Regions from separate parts of the Gossypium hirsutum genome. Here region 1 is linked to region 2. The links are chromatin contacts, called in public Hi-C maps. All regions are on one chromosome and are shown on one strand. Each heading gives the region's core, a stretch centred on a gene start, on an enhancer-like site or on the middle of the called end of the contact. The rest is flanking DNA. Distances are from core to core; before and after follow the strand shown.

Region 1 (6,839 bases), core at 2,896-5,395, 850 kb before region 2:
TGATCCCAAAAAACATAGGTACCAAATTGAGCAACAAAAATGTTTATGTACCATTTTCGTAATATTCTAAAATTTAAATATTTTTTAAATATATATATATTTTTCGCATATATATAATTCTTAGAAACTATAGAATTTATATATTTATAGCTTTTTATTATATATTTTTAAATTTTTTGTTGTTTTCCTTTTTAGTTTTTTGAATTATTTATATTTTACATAATTTTTTAATAATGTTTTTTTATATAATATTTTTAATTTAGATTTTTTTATGGATGTCATGTCACCGATTGACATGCATAAAGATACAACATGTGATACATCTCCTAATTTTTTTAAAATGAAACAAAAATATTTAAGTAGCAAAATATAAAAACAAGCTTATGATCAGTTCATGCCAAATTCAAGCTGCTAACCGATGAAATTTTGTTCTTTTTAATTCTACCTCACCACCTCTTGGTGAAGGTCCGTTTAATATTAAAAAGTGTGCTTTTAAAAAATTAATTTCCCTGCAACTTTATTTTGGGAAATTGAAAGAAATCATCAATATTGCAATCCAAAAAGTGTTCATATATTTGTCAATTGAGATTTTGGGATAGTATTTTGTCCCTACTGTTTCATCAGAAAGGTTTTAGTTAAAATGCAGACAAACATCTCCAGAGTGAAGAGGAACAAAATGAGGATTTGACAATCACTAATCCAAAACATGGCAGTCCTCCAATGAAAACATCGTCTTGAGATCAAATTATGTTGTACAATTACTCTTGGTTACTACGTACAGGTAGCACATTTGCAAAGATCTAATATACAGTGACTTGAACCAAAATTTAGATGAATAACAAAGGGGCAAAACGTGGTGTTTCTTTCCTTGCTTTATACCTTTCTGAGGAAGTTTCTAGTACCCTAATTAGAGGCTTCTCTACGATAAACATTCTATCTCCATTCATGGATTTTCCGTCTCGCTTTCTGGTTTCTGAGACGGAGGCATCGCAGCAGTAGCAGTGGTAGTTTCTTTGGGAGTAGCTGTTATTGATTTTGCACAAATAACATCAAAGTGAGAAAGAGAAAGGCAATAGACAGAGAAATACAAAGAAAAAGAAGAAGAAGAACCAACCTTCATGTTGATTTTGGGATCCTAACTCGGTCTCGCTGGGAGAGGCGGTCTGGTCCTGCTGTTTGGATGAAGCTTTTAGCTGCTCTTCTGTGATCTTTAAGTATTCTTCACTAGTATATGCGTCTTTTATGGATTGAGCACCATCTGCAGTAAAGCGACAGAATTGCATGCTTCTTAAATTTCATTGGAATACACAAGGGGAATGGGAAAAGGGATAAGGAATAAGGAAAGTTCCTACCACTAAGCCATAAAAAGAAGGATCAAACGCTATGCAGTAGCATTTAGTAAATGTTTCAGGGTAAGAGATCATAATAATGTAAGTGAGATTCAAAGGAAAAACCTTATAAGACAATTTCATGCCACTAATTAGCCCAAAATATAAGAATATAAAGAGCTTACCCGGGACAGCATCACTACCAGTTTCCTCAGCACTGGTAACTGGTGAAGGTGTTAGGGGAACGTTACTTAGATAGGGACTGTTCCTATTCAGTGTATTTTGTGTTGAACTCGGCATTTCATCAAGACCAATCTCCCTTTCAAGGGTGCTCTTGAATTCCCTCGAAACTTCCTTCACAGAAGATATAAAGGCGAAGAGTTCAGAAGGGCAGAGTTATTACATGGTAAAGATATGAGTAAAACCAAAGGGTTCAGACCCTACCTGAAGTTCTCTAATGGTGGGTTGAAACGCACGCAATGTTTTCCCTAGATTCCTAGCAACCTGCACTTTAATATGCCATTTGAGAGGCTGAGAGGATTTAACTTAAACAGAATATGATCCTAACTATAAAGGTTCTGTTTGATCATTTGATCAACATATTTAAAACTTGGTTTTCGCTTCCTCAAAAATTTCTACAGAATAATATATGAATGGTAAAAAGCATAATTGTATTCAACTAAAAAACGAATATGCAGATCAAATGTGACAAAATTTAAACATAATTATCTTACATAAAAGGACAGTGACATATTTTGTACGCAAAAGACTTTTCTATAATTTTTAATTATTTAAAATAAGTAGCAAAAGTAACAATATAATGCAGCCTCAACATTTAGCGACCACATTTGCTAAACTGGGAGAATAGTCATTTATGGAAGGCATCAAAATGTCTGCCATGCACTTGTAAATAAATTCTTGATACAATGCAGCTACTTCGTAAAGAATCAAAGCATCCAAGCACTTATATGTTTTATTTTAATGCCTTTATGGTACATCAGACATCATGGATACAGCATATTTAATAATTGATTATCAGTCCTTATCACAATACCTAAGGAAATATTCATCCCTTCGATTTGAATAACTTGAAGCCTAATTAATAAAATGTGATATATAGCAAAATTAATGTCTTTTAACTCTCCAGTCCTCACAAGTTAGATTCTTCTTGACATATTCAACCATTTAGTAAAATGTCAAGAGGGATCTGAGGTAAAAGACACAACACTTATTCTTAAAGATCTGGATCACTAAATACATCAAGGCATCATTAGAATGAGCCCTGAAAGGATAGGGGAACTTAAGAGTTTAAAATAGGGTAATACAATGGAATGAATTGGACTTAAATGACAACAATGTTTTTGCATCAAGGGAAAAAAATCATTATCTTGTCAAACAACACTACATTAATGCCTCGCTTGGTTACTAGTCTTATATATGAGGAAAATGCTTATTTATTACAGATGTAGTACAATAGTTAGATATAAACTAAAGAATAGTTAGTACAATTTTAAATTTGAAACTAGAAAGATGAGTAAAAACTGATAAAAAATAAGACTTCTTCAAAATAAGCGAAAAATTTTCCTTCTCTTTACTAAAATTAAGTCATGGGAATGGCTTTCAATAAAAAGGATTCTTTCTATCATCTAAGATTATAATTTAAACGAACATTTGAATTCTAATATAAGACAAGAAACCATATCAATTTCAGTTTCAAGCAAAGCTAAGTATTGTCTATAAAATCCAACACTAAACCAGCAATAATTTTCAGTTTCAACAATTTATCATACCAACTTCCCAGGCACTCCTTAGAAAATTCTACCAATTTTTTTGCTTCTTGTTGATTAATTCATATTTGAAGCGTTGAATAGAGATTAATATTTTAAAATAGTTGCCACAAAGCCTACGTTTCCAAAGCTTAGGACCTATCTAAATCCAATACCCGCATGAAATTAGAAACTTGAACTGTACAAATACATACATTACAAACATATGATAGACACAAACAGCCTGGAAAATCATCAAATGTTACAAACCATAAAAGGAGCAAGTGACAGGTTGGTGCTTATAATTGAAACAACATGCAAATGAGAATGACTTGTCCCTTAGTATATAAAGGCAGAACATACCTCAGCCAGACCCTTGGGACCAAACACCAACAAAGCAACTACCCCAATAACCAGAGCCTCAGGAGCTCCAACGCCAAACAAAGATGCATGAACCACCTTTCCTTTACATCTTCCTTTTTTTTCTGAAATTCAATAATCAAAATAAATGAACTGCATAGAGTAAAAAGACATCTTAAAAAGAGGAAACCCAGACCAAAAAAAAAAAAAAACCTAATTTAAGAGATTTTGGTGACATTGAAATGCCCAGATGCTTTAGACCACTCCATTGAGAAAAAAAAGATGGACCCAACTGAGGAAACCACGTGGTGAAACGGAAAGGAAAGGATTTGCGATGTGAAACTAAAGGAGAGAAGGAGAAAGTAGTGGACTTGGAGCTAACGGAAGGTGTGAATAAGAATGCGGAAGTTGAGACGGCCATAATTGTGGTCATTTGAAGAGATAGATAATTTTAGTGAGTTTAAGGAGAGCTTAGATTTTTCCGAGCATAGACATGGAATTGGGAGGGGACAAGGTTATCTTGAAATGGGAAGATGTCTAAAAATGCAATATGTGGAAAATGATGGTCGAGGAGATTACGATACCAACAATTACAGAGAAGGTTTCTTTTGGAGCTCACTTGATCCGGATTCTGGAGATCTTATTGTAGGCTGAAACGGCCATTTCAATGTGGGTCGACACCTGACTATCATGATCAGCCATCACCAAGTTCTGGGCTTGATTTAGGTAGTCAAATGCTGGCACATCATGTTTAAGATAGCCCAATTTTTTAGGGCTTCTCCACGATGTTTGATAAAAATGAGTTACGTTCAGTTTTCTTTCTTCAATAACCTTTACCCTGGATTAATTGGTAATATTTTCAATTCGATTCTTATACTTTCTTTTTCTTTTTCATATTAATCTTAGGAATAATATTTAATACACCGTGGTCCACAAGTTTTATTTATCGATATCATCGATAAATAATATTATTATACCTCATTATTAAATAAAATAAAAAAGAGTGGATGACTTATATAGTGATTTTTTAAAAAAAATTATTAAATAAATATAACTATATAAAAAATTAAAAAATTTATTGAAATTTTATATAATTTTTTTACTAAAGATACATGTCCAAAATGAACTTGAATAATTGGGGCCAAAATTTATCTAAATTTGGAAATTCATTCTAAACTTATTTTAACAACTACACGTGTATTTTAAAGTAAATCTAAAAGGGTTTTCAGTTTTGAGATTTTTGAATTTTGATGAGATGAACCTAGACTTGCGTTTGTCCAGGTTCGTTCTGGACATGCATTTTTTGATTTTTTTTTTACCTTTTTTAATATGAGTATACGATAATATATAATATAAATGATGAATTATATAGAATCATGGATTATAGGACTAGAGGATAATATGTTCTGTCTTGATTTACTTACTTGTATGGAGCAAGGATTAAAGTTTTGATTAGACATCTATTTTGGTAAGAGTTCAAATTATATCATGTCATCTATCACCATAATATTATATAATAAAAAAAGGGTGGCTTAAATTTTTTTTAAAATTATTTATTGAATGAAATAATAAACTTCACATAGGATCCAGAATCAGAATATATTTTCAATTCTCTGAAGATTCTAAACTACATAGTAATGGAGATCGGATGATACTAAGTATGATAGTTGAATATGGATATATATTTTGTATGAGTATATTTAATTTATGTGTTGAATACAAATATTTTAAAAAGGATAGAGAGGTACGTGTCTTTGCAACATATAATACCAAAACAAGGCCAAAGTATTTGTTGAACAGGTAAGAGATAAAAAGAGCATATTTTCATTCATTTATTACATTAAAAAAAGCAGCAAATGCAGATGATTGCAACCAAAAATTAAAATAATACTTCAGCTTCAGCTCCATCTTAGTTGCCGCAAAAAACACAAAGTAACAAACCTGTCCGAGTAACATCTGTAGATACAAGCCAATTCCAAATGACAGAACTTCCATTCCTAGACTAGATGCCTGAAATTCAAAGATTTTTAGTTGCCAGTGGATTCGAACCTCTAGAATAGCAAATCTGAGTAGAATTCTTTTACATGTAATAGTGTTGTCTGTGAGTGACATCTATGGTGGAAGCCCTACTCCCTACTGCTCTTCATTCTTTAACTTTGTGCTGGAGCTTTTGTTTGTTTTGAATCATTATTGACACTGTAGCTGTCAGGATTTGTTTTTGTAAGACTTTATTATCGAAATGCAAGACCTCAAAGCGAGGAAAGCTCTCTCCGACTATTTTTTTTGTTCACAAAATTTGAATAGACTTTACTTGGGACTTAACCTTGTTAGAGAAAAGTTATATTCATGAGACCTTCGGGTTAAAGGTTACCCAAATTCTTAGCTTGAGTTAGTGGCAACTTTATAGTGAATGAGAGCAGACCTGTGGTGTTTCAAATCTGGGGTACACTTTAACCATCTCAAATTTGGAGTCATTGCCATTGGGTTGAATTTGATGCAACATCTATAGGCAATAATACAATTAATCACAGTGGCATTCCAGGTTATGATTGTTGTTTTTATTGAAGCATATGAAAGAACATATATGCTGCATTTTCTGCTTACATAGTTCTTCCTTCCAGCTCTGAATTGTATGGACTTGAGCCTGCCCTGATGGCCTTGCCTGATCTGCCCACAATGGGACAAAGGAAGTGACCCCATCTGGTTCAAAAGTTCAAAATGCCATCGATCCTTTACCAGAAATTTGAGAAAGCTGACCAGAGGTATAAAGAGGGTAAAGACAAGATTTGTGGGACTTGGCCTCTTTCTTGGTTTGCGCATGGACTAATTCATCCAGTCAAAGTTTGACGTCTCTGCCGTCTTTGCATGACTTTTACAGGTCGCATAAGTGATATGACTATTTATTCGTCCTCTCTTTTATAGAGAATGAATAGTATTTGATAGCAATAATTATTAGAATAGTAATTATATATTTTATAATTATAAAAATTATAATTTTTTATATTGTTTGACTTATAGAATGTAATTATATTGTAATTTTGCATATTATATTTAGTAGTATAAATTATAATTACATAATTACATAGTTTATATTTTAAAAAAATATTAATTACTATACAAAATATTAGTATGATGAAAATAATTTCTAAACAAGTTACAAAAATTAAAATCGAACCATCGTATACATTATGTTAGTCTGACGAAGTATATGATAATTCTATTACTAATAAAAATAGCGAGAAAAATAAATATCATATGCAATTTTATTTAATTTTTCTAGTGCATATTTGTTTGGTTATTCCATGGTTAATATTTAACATGTGCTTCTTATCATCATTTGTTAGTCATTGACCAAGTTCATCATCATTTGAATCTGAAAATGTAT
Region 2 (7,335 bases), core at 305-2,804:
AAAGTAGTCAATTTAGTCTATTTACATTAGATCAAAGAGCAAACACAGGTCTTTTTGTTAAAATTTCATTCATTTCTACTATTAAAAATTAGTTCCTATACATCAAAATAAGGTACACATGAATCAATTTGCTCTTTGCTCTTTGATCTAAGGTATATAAACTAATTTGCTCATTTCATTTTTTGAATAAAGGGAGTAAAATGCAATTTGACTCCTAGAACAGGGACTTCATGGTATTTTTACCTTTTGGCAAAGGACTCTTACATATAATCGTTTACTATTGTTCTACAAAAAAAGAACTTAATTAGGCATAGGATGCACTTACTCCTTTTCTGTTAGATGGACGTGGAACCAATTCCTTCTTGGTTACAACATGGCCCTTGTTCAGTCCTACAAAAAGGCCTGTATTTGGCTGCTTGGTGGCCATGCCTGCTTAAGTAAACAAAAAAATCATGATAAATAGAATGAAAAGCACAACATTCGAGCGGCATTTCAATAAGCTATCAAATCTAGATTACCGTTCATTTAGATTTCAACTCATGCTTCAAACATTAGCAGATATATATAAATGATTCTTTAACTTAGGACTCAAAAACCTCTCAAATTTCACATAATTTATTAGCATGATTCAGCAGTAAAATATATATAAAACGGATTCATGATAATCCCAAATATCTCAAGACCAAGATTTACTGCAAATGAAATTAAAAAAGGGTTTAAAAACCTATAAAATTAATGAAGTTAGAAAAATTGAAATTAAAACGAAAACGATACATATAAAATCGAAAAGCCAATGTGATATAATCTTTAAAAGAAAACCCACGAATGAAGAAGGGCAGTTAATAAACACAGTTTGAATTCATTGCAATAGCCAAAAGCAGCTAAAGCTACTTAAATGTTTGAGCACGGCATTTCATTTCCCAAGCAATGAAAGAAGGGAAAATATTCAGAAGAAGAAAGAAGAAGAGAAGGAGGGTTTAGAGATAGCGCGATTTACCAGTCGAGACGGCGATCTATGGCGGACTAAAGGAGTGTTAGGGTTTTGCGTACGTTGTTCTTAAAGAGTATATATATAAGGGCGAATTGGCAAGTGAGTTCCCTCCTAGGGTTGGGTTGAAGGCATGATCCAACCCAAAATCACCATTTGCGGCCCAATTGCATGTCTATTTCAACCTAAACAAAATTTAAAAATTGACTATTACTCGTCAACGAAATGGTTGATGGTGTCGTGCCACGCGTCTTTCTTTTATAAAATTATATAAAAACAAAACAAGGCAAAGAGAAACAATGGGTTTAGAACTTAGAAGAGGAAAAATAAATTCATCAAACCCAGCTAATAGAAGAAGCCTTCACAAAAATCACATCTCCACAAGTCAAAATAGATAACCAAACAACCACACGAAGCGTATTTTACCAAAAATAAAAAACATTTCAGTTTCTTCCGGTGTTATGTGATTTAAGTAGAGGAGAGAAAAGGTAAGAGTTTGGTGGTGCAGTGCGGCACCTTGACTTGCTTGCTCAATTATTGTTGGGGAGGAGGGGAAGGGGGGGAGAGAGTAATTTTTTTTATTTGCATTTAATAAAAAGTAAAATATTTAAACTTTTCTCTCTTTTTTTAATAAAATATTTTCAGTTTTTTTTCATAATTTGCACCGTAAAACAAAAGAGCCATATGGCATTGCGTGATTGATGCATTTTTTTTAACATTAGTTTATAATTGGGCTAAAGATTTTAACGTTTGAATACTTTACATACTTAATTGGAATAAAAAAAAGTTTAAGTATCAAAATAGAAAAATATATATTATACTTTAAAAAACAAATAGTGAATTAAACCTTTCAAATAAAGAAATAAATATGAAATGTTATATAATATAAATAAATATATTAAATTTTGAATAAATGAATGATTAACATATAAAAAATTATGAATAAGGTAAACTATATCATTAGTCATTAAATTATGAGTAAATTTTCGTTTTGATCTGTTAACTAAAAGAGTTGGAGTTTAGTCATTGAATTATTCGAAAAATTTTATTTAAGTCGCTAAATTATTCAAAGTTTTTATTTAAGTTACTATGTTGTTAAGGTTTTTTTTTAAAAGTTCTCTCAACAAGTTCCAAGCAATGATTCGACGATTAATATCGTGGACCAATACCCATCGACGATTAGAAGAATATACCTTAGATTCAAGTCGATTTGACGGTCCGTGTCGTAGATTGAAGAACAAATCTGATTAATTTTGGTAAGCAAATTCTTGGCATCCAAAATTGTTTCATGAAAAGAAATTCCAAAAGAGAAGGGGAAAGAAAGTTGTTTAATTGGTGCAACCAATACAAATAGAGAAAATCATATAGCATCAATTTTAATAGCTCAAAGACTTAAATGAAAACTTTTGAATAATTCAATGATCAAATTGTAACTTTTTTCTAGTAAGTGACCAAAACGAAAACTTATCCATACATTTATCATACATTGAACACCAAAAAGAAAAACATTAATACGTACGAATATGTCATAACCTACTTTTTTTTTAAATACAATTTATGCAAAAATATGTTACTAATTGATATAAGATTCATATTTATAATTCTTTTCTTTAAATTGAATCATAATAACAATTATAGAAAATGTTAACAGAGTTGTTAGTGCTAGTTACACATCCATGATCACTACTAAAAAAATAGTTATGAAAAACAAAGCATAGTAAAAAACATCGGTAAAACAAGTGTCGAAAACTGTAGAGGCATTTTTGCTTTAAGATGGCACAAAAGAACTGGACATATAGAGGCAGTTGTAACACCCCTTACCCGATACCGTTGCCGGAGTCGAGCACGAGGCGTTATCTGATTTAACTTATCAGTTCAAACCATAAATTTACTTTTAAAATTTATTTCACTGTTCACCATAATGTTGTGCACCTGCGCAGCAGTCACTAATTTAATTATAACTCGAGTTAAAAAACTCAAAATTTAGATCTGTAAATTTTTCCTAAAACTAGACTCATATATCATCTTACCATAAAATTTTTAGAATTTTTGGATTAGACAATTAGTACATTTTATTCATTAAAGTCTCCCCTATTTTACTGCCTGATGGTTCTGACCTTTATTTACTAAAAATCAATTTTCTCATCTTATGATTTTCATATGGTGTTCTCACTTGTTTCTACAGAAAATAGACTCACTAAGGAATCTAGAAATATAAATTATAACTCATAATTATTTTTTTACAATTTTTAATGATTTTCTAAAGTTAAAACAGGGGACTCCAAAAACCATTCTGACCCTCTCTAACCAAAATTCAAATATCTCAGAATATAAAATTCTTTTACCCATACCATTATTTTTCTACGAAAATAGACTCGATAAGCTTTAATTCTATATATCATTCACTCTATAATTTATTTTATACTATCCTTGGTGATTTTTCAAAGTCACGTCACTACTGCTGTCCCAAAATTGTTTCATTGCAAATTTTTACTCTTTCATATTTTCTAGGTATAAACTATCACCTAGGCATTCATAACACCACACATGTTCTTAATTAGCCATTTCAATAGCTAACCATTAGCCATATCATATAAACACATTCAAAATGACTAAGTCTCTATACATGCTATAGCTTTACACGTTTCGAAATTACATAATACCGAGATGTCTGTAGATAGTGTGAGACGAACTCCGACGTCCTTGTGATCCTCGAACTGACTTGGCGATACTATAAAAATAAGGAAAATAAAGAAAGTAAGCATAAAGTTTAGTAAGTTTACAAGTAAATAAATAACAACATTTATCATAAATAATCATACTCATAAATTTCATCAAACATTAGAATCTTTACTCGCTTCTTTACTTACTCACTTTTTTACTTACATGCTTACTAAATAACTCATGATTATAACTTACTCCTCCCTTGCTAAAATTTCTTTCTCAACTGATAACTAAGATATTCTCAATCATTATAACTCACCTGAATTTATTATTATGCTTTTATCTGAACTTTCATGTAACATGGTCTATTTACTAGCCCGTTGAATCACTTGGAATACTAAGGATACTCGGGTCTCTTGTCTGATAATACATGCCAAAGCTATGTCCCAAACATAGTCTTACATGGGATGTTTTCTGTATTACCAATGCCATATCCCAGATATGGTCTTACATGAGAGTTCTCATATCAGTGCCCATGCCATGTCCCAGACATGGTCTTACAGGGGACCTCTCATCTCGGTGCCAACGCCATGTCCCAAACATGGTCTTACATGGGACCTCTCATCTCGGTGCCAACGCCATGTCCCAGACATGGTCTTACATGGGACCTCTCATCTCGGTACCAATGCCATGTCCCAAACATGGTCTTACATGGGACCTCTCATAATATCAATGATGCCAATGTCATGTCCTAGACATGGTCTTACATGGGATCTCATTCCCTTAATGTCATGACATTTATATCTGATACATTCCCAATGTTTCAACGGGGCTTTTATCACTGATTCTCTGTCACCTCATACTTAAGTCAACATTAGATATTTTCATGAAATAAATACATAATTGTTGATAAATAACAACACTAATAATAATTATCAAAATATTACATTTATTTACTGTAAACTTACCTCGGTACAAAATATGATCAAATCTAACACTTTAGTCTTCAACTTTTTCTTTCCTCGGTTTAACTCTGGATTTTGTTCTTCTTGATCTATAATAGCAATTTTATTTTATTTAATACTCATATTCATCAAAACAATCCTTGACTCAAATTTTGGAAAAATTACGATTTTACTCCTAAATTTTGCATAATTACACTTTTTCCCAAAGCTCGGAAATTAAACTTCATCCCTTATTCTTATGTTTTATGACATGCTGAACATTTTTCCCTTCTATGGCAACATCAAATTTCCACTCTAACACTTATGAACATTAGGTATTAGGTATTTTTACCGATTATGTCGTTTTACTCGTTTTCACTTAAAATCGCTTAGCAAAAGTTATTTAACATAATTCCAAGCTTTATATTCGACCATAAAACATCAAAATAAACACATTTCACCTATGAGTATTTTTCCAAATATGAACCCTAGGTTAAATTATTGCTAGAATAAGCTAAATCAAGTTACTAGGACTCCAAAAACGTAAAGAACATTAAAAACGGGGCTTGGGATCACTTACTATGGAGCTTGGAAGCTTGAAAACCCTAACTATGGTTTCCCCCCGTGCTAATTTCAGCCAAATGAAGAAGATGAGCACAATTTGCCATCTTTTTCCCTTTTAATTCATTTTAATTACCAAATTACCAAAATGCCCCTAACTTAAAAATTTTCTATTTCACTTATCTCATGTCCATTTGTAACGCCCCTAACCCGTATACGTCGATAAATTAGGGTTACGAGGCGTTACCTGACAAAACACAACTTAACACGGACATTCAGTAGAATTCAAAATTTTACATCTATGTTAAATTAGTCAAATATTAAGTAAGTATAATTATAAATTCTACTTTAACCTTTTATAACAAAACATAACATTTCTGTTCAGTTAAACCATAAGAAAAATAAGCTAATTTCGTATGGCTATTAATTATATATATATACAGTACATTAAAGTACGACTCCCAAAATATTATCTAGCCTATACATGCCATAAGTTAAAATTTGAACATTTCAATACCGAGACAGTAGATAGAGTGATGATCTTCGCTAATGATCCCCGAGTCTGCAGCTTGATTTTTATCTATAAAACAAATGGACAAAAACAATCAGAGTAAGCTTTTATAGCTTAGTAAGTTTATAGCATATCTAAAATACATATAAACAAACATATGTATAAACATTATATGCTTATAATCAAGTTACAAACATAATCATTAATTGCATATACTGATTGCTAGTATACTTATCATTTGCATTTCATCGAATGCATATCTGTGATCTTTCAAATACATATGTCAAAAGCTTATATTGTTACTTATCAACTACATGAGCCAAATGCACATCTATACTTATAATCCACATATGTTGAATGCATACATATATTCAACAATTTTCATAACAACCAATATATGTGCCTACTAACTAAACACAAAGATCCAAACGTTTATATGCTCATCAAATACATATAAAAAAATGTTCATATACTTATCCATTACATATAACCAAAATCATATATATATATCAAATGCATATAATCACTTAATTTAACAGATTCACCGGCACTTAGCCTGCTAGGCTTATAGCCTAATTTAGATCACCGGCACTTAGCCTGCTAGGTTTATAACCTGATTCAGATCACCGGCACTTAGCCTGCTAGGTTTATAACCTGATTCAGATCACCGGCACTTAGCCTGCTAGACGTATAGTCTGAATAATTTCACTAGCAATAAATCCGATTGGTACTGAGCTTTAACAAAAGAATCTCAATTCACAGAAGTTGTATCTCATATTTGTATATAAAATCCACATAAAATTCAGCTAATATTCATAACTTATATCTTTAAAACACATGGATATATATAAATCCCAATCATCAAATCTAACTTAAATAATTCAATAATTCAACCGAAACACATTTATATATATATAACCTCATACTTTAGATTCCACTACTAATATCATAAGATTTAACTTATAATATACTATGTACTTTTAACATTTGAATTCCATATATACTTATATAATTTCATATACCATTTCAATACAAGATCTTATACATGTACATATATACATATTCGAATCTAACAAATATATATTACTCTATGGTTATATTCGAAATAAGAACATATACCTATATACTCATACATATTCAAATTTAACATATATATATGTATAAATATAATTTCATACTTATACTCAATATAGATATTTATTCATAAGTATACATGCTTATTTGCTCCAACTTATACAAATATTTTATACTAAATTCGCACCTTATTCACACATACATGCATATGTTCGAATATATCTCATACCTTTGTAATTTCATACCTAAATTCAATACAACAAAATTTACATGCATATACATGTATATTCGAATATAATTTATACATACATATATGTTCATACCTAAATTTATTACAATGACATTTATATGCATATTTGCATATTCATAGTCATTCGAACTTATCACATATATATATAATTACATACTTTCAATTCGAATTTTATACTTTTAAATTTAACTCAACAAAAATAAAATTGATATACATACACATATACTAATTTAATAAAATTAAATAACTAATAGACTTACCCCAGATATCAGCGGACACGATCGACTATTCAACTACTTTCGTTTTTCCCCGATCCAAATCTGTTTTCTTTGTTTCTCAATCT

The links. Hi-C and Micro-C count contacts between places; a contact is called where the count stands out from the background.
Region 1: a contact with region 2 is called in a Hi-C map of leaf, with 3 times the contacts expected there. The contact joins the promoter of LOC107901469 here to the promoter of LOC107892076 in region 2. A contact is called at or near these places in 4 of 34 Hi-C or Micro-C datasets (callus and leaf).

Annotation. Positions count from the first base shown.
Region 1 is chrD09:18,561,809-18,568,647 of Gossypium_hirsutum_v2.1, reverse strand. It overlaps LOC107901469 (sec-independent protein translocase protein TATB, chloroplastic), which reads right to left and starts at 4,145. Exons shown (of 6, transcript XM_016827493.2): 1 at 3,668-4,145; 2 at 3,458-3,579; 3 at 1,773-1,832; 4 at 1,514-1,682; 5 at 1,115-1,258; 6 at 663-1,023. The coding sequence starts at 3,887. The coding sequence ends at 944.
Region 2 is chrD09:17,711,182-17,718,516 of Gossypium_hirsutum_v2.1, reverse strand. LOC107892076 (60S ribosomal protein L36-3) reads right to left here and starts at 1,554. Exons shown (of 5, transcript XM_041101765.1): 1 at 1,415-1,554; 2 at 998-1,173; 3 at 326-429. The coding sequence starts at 427.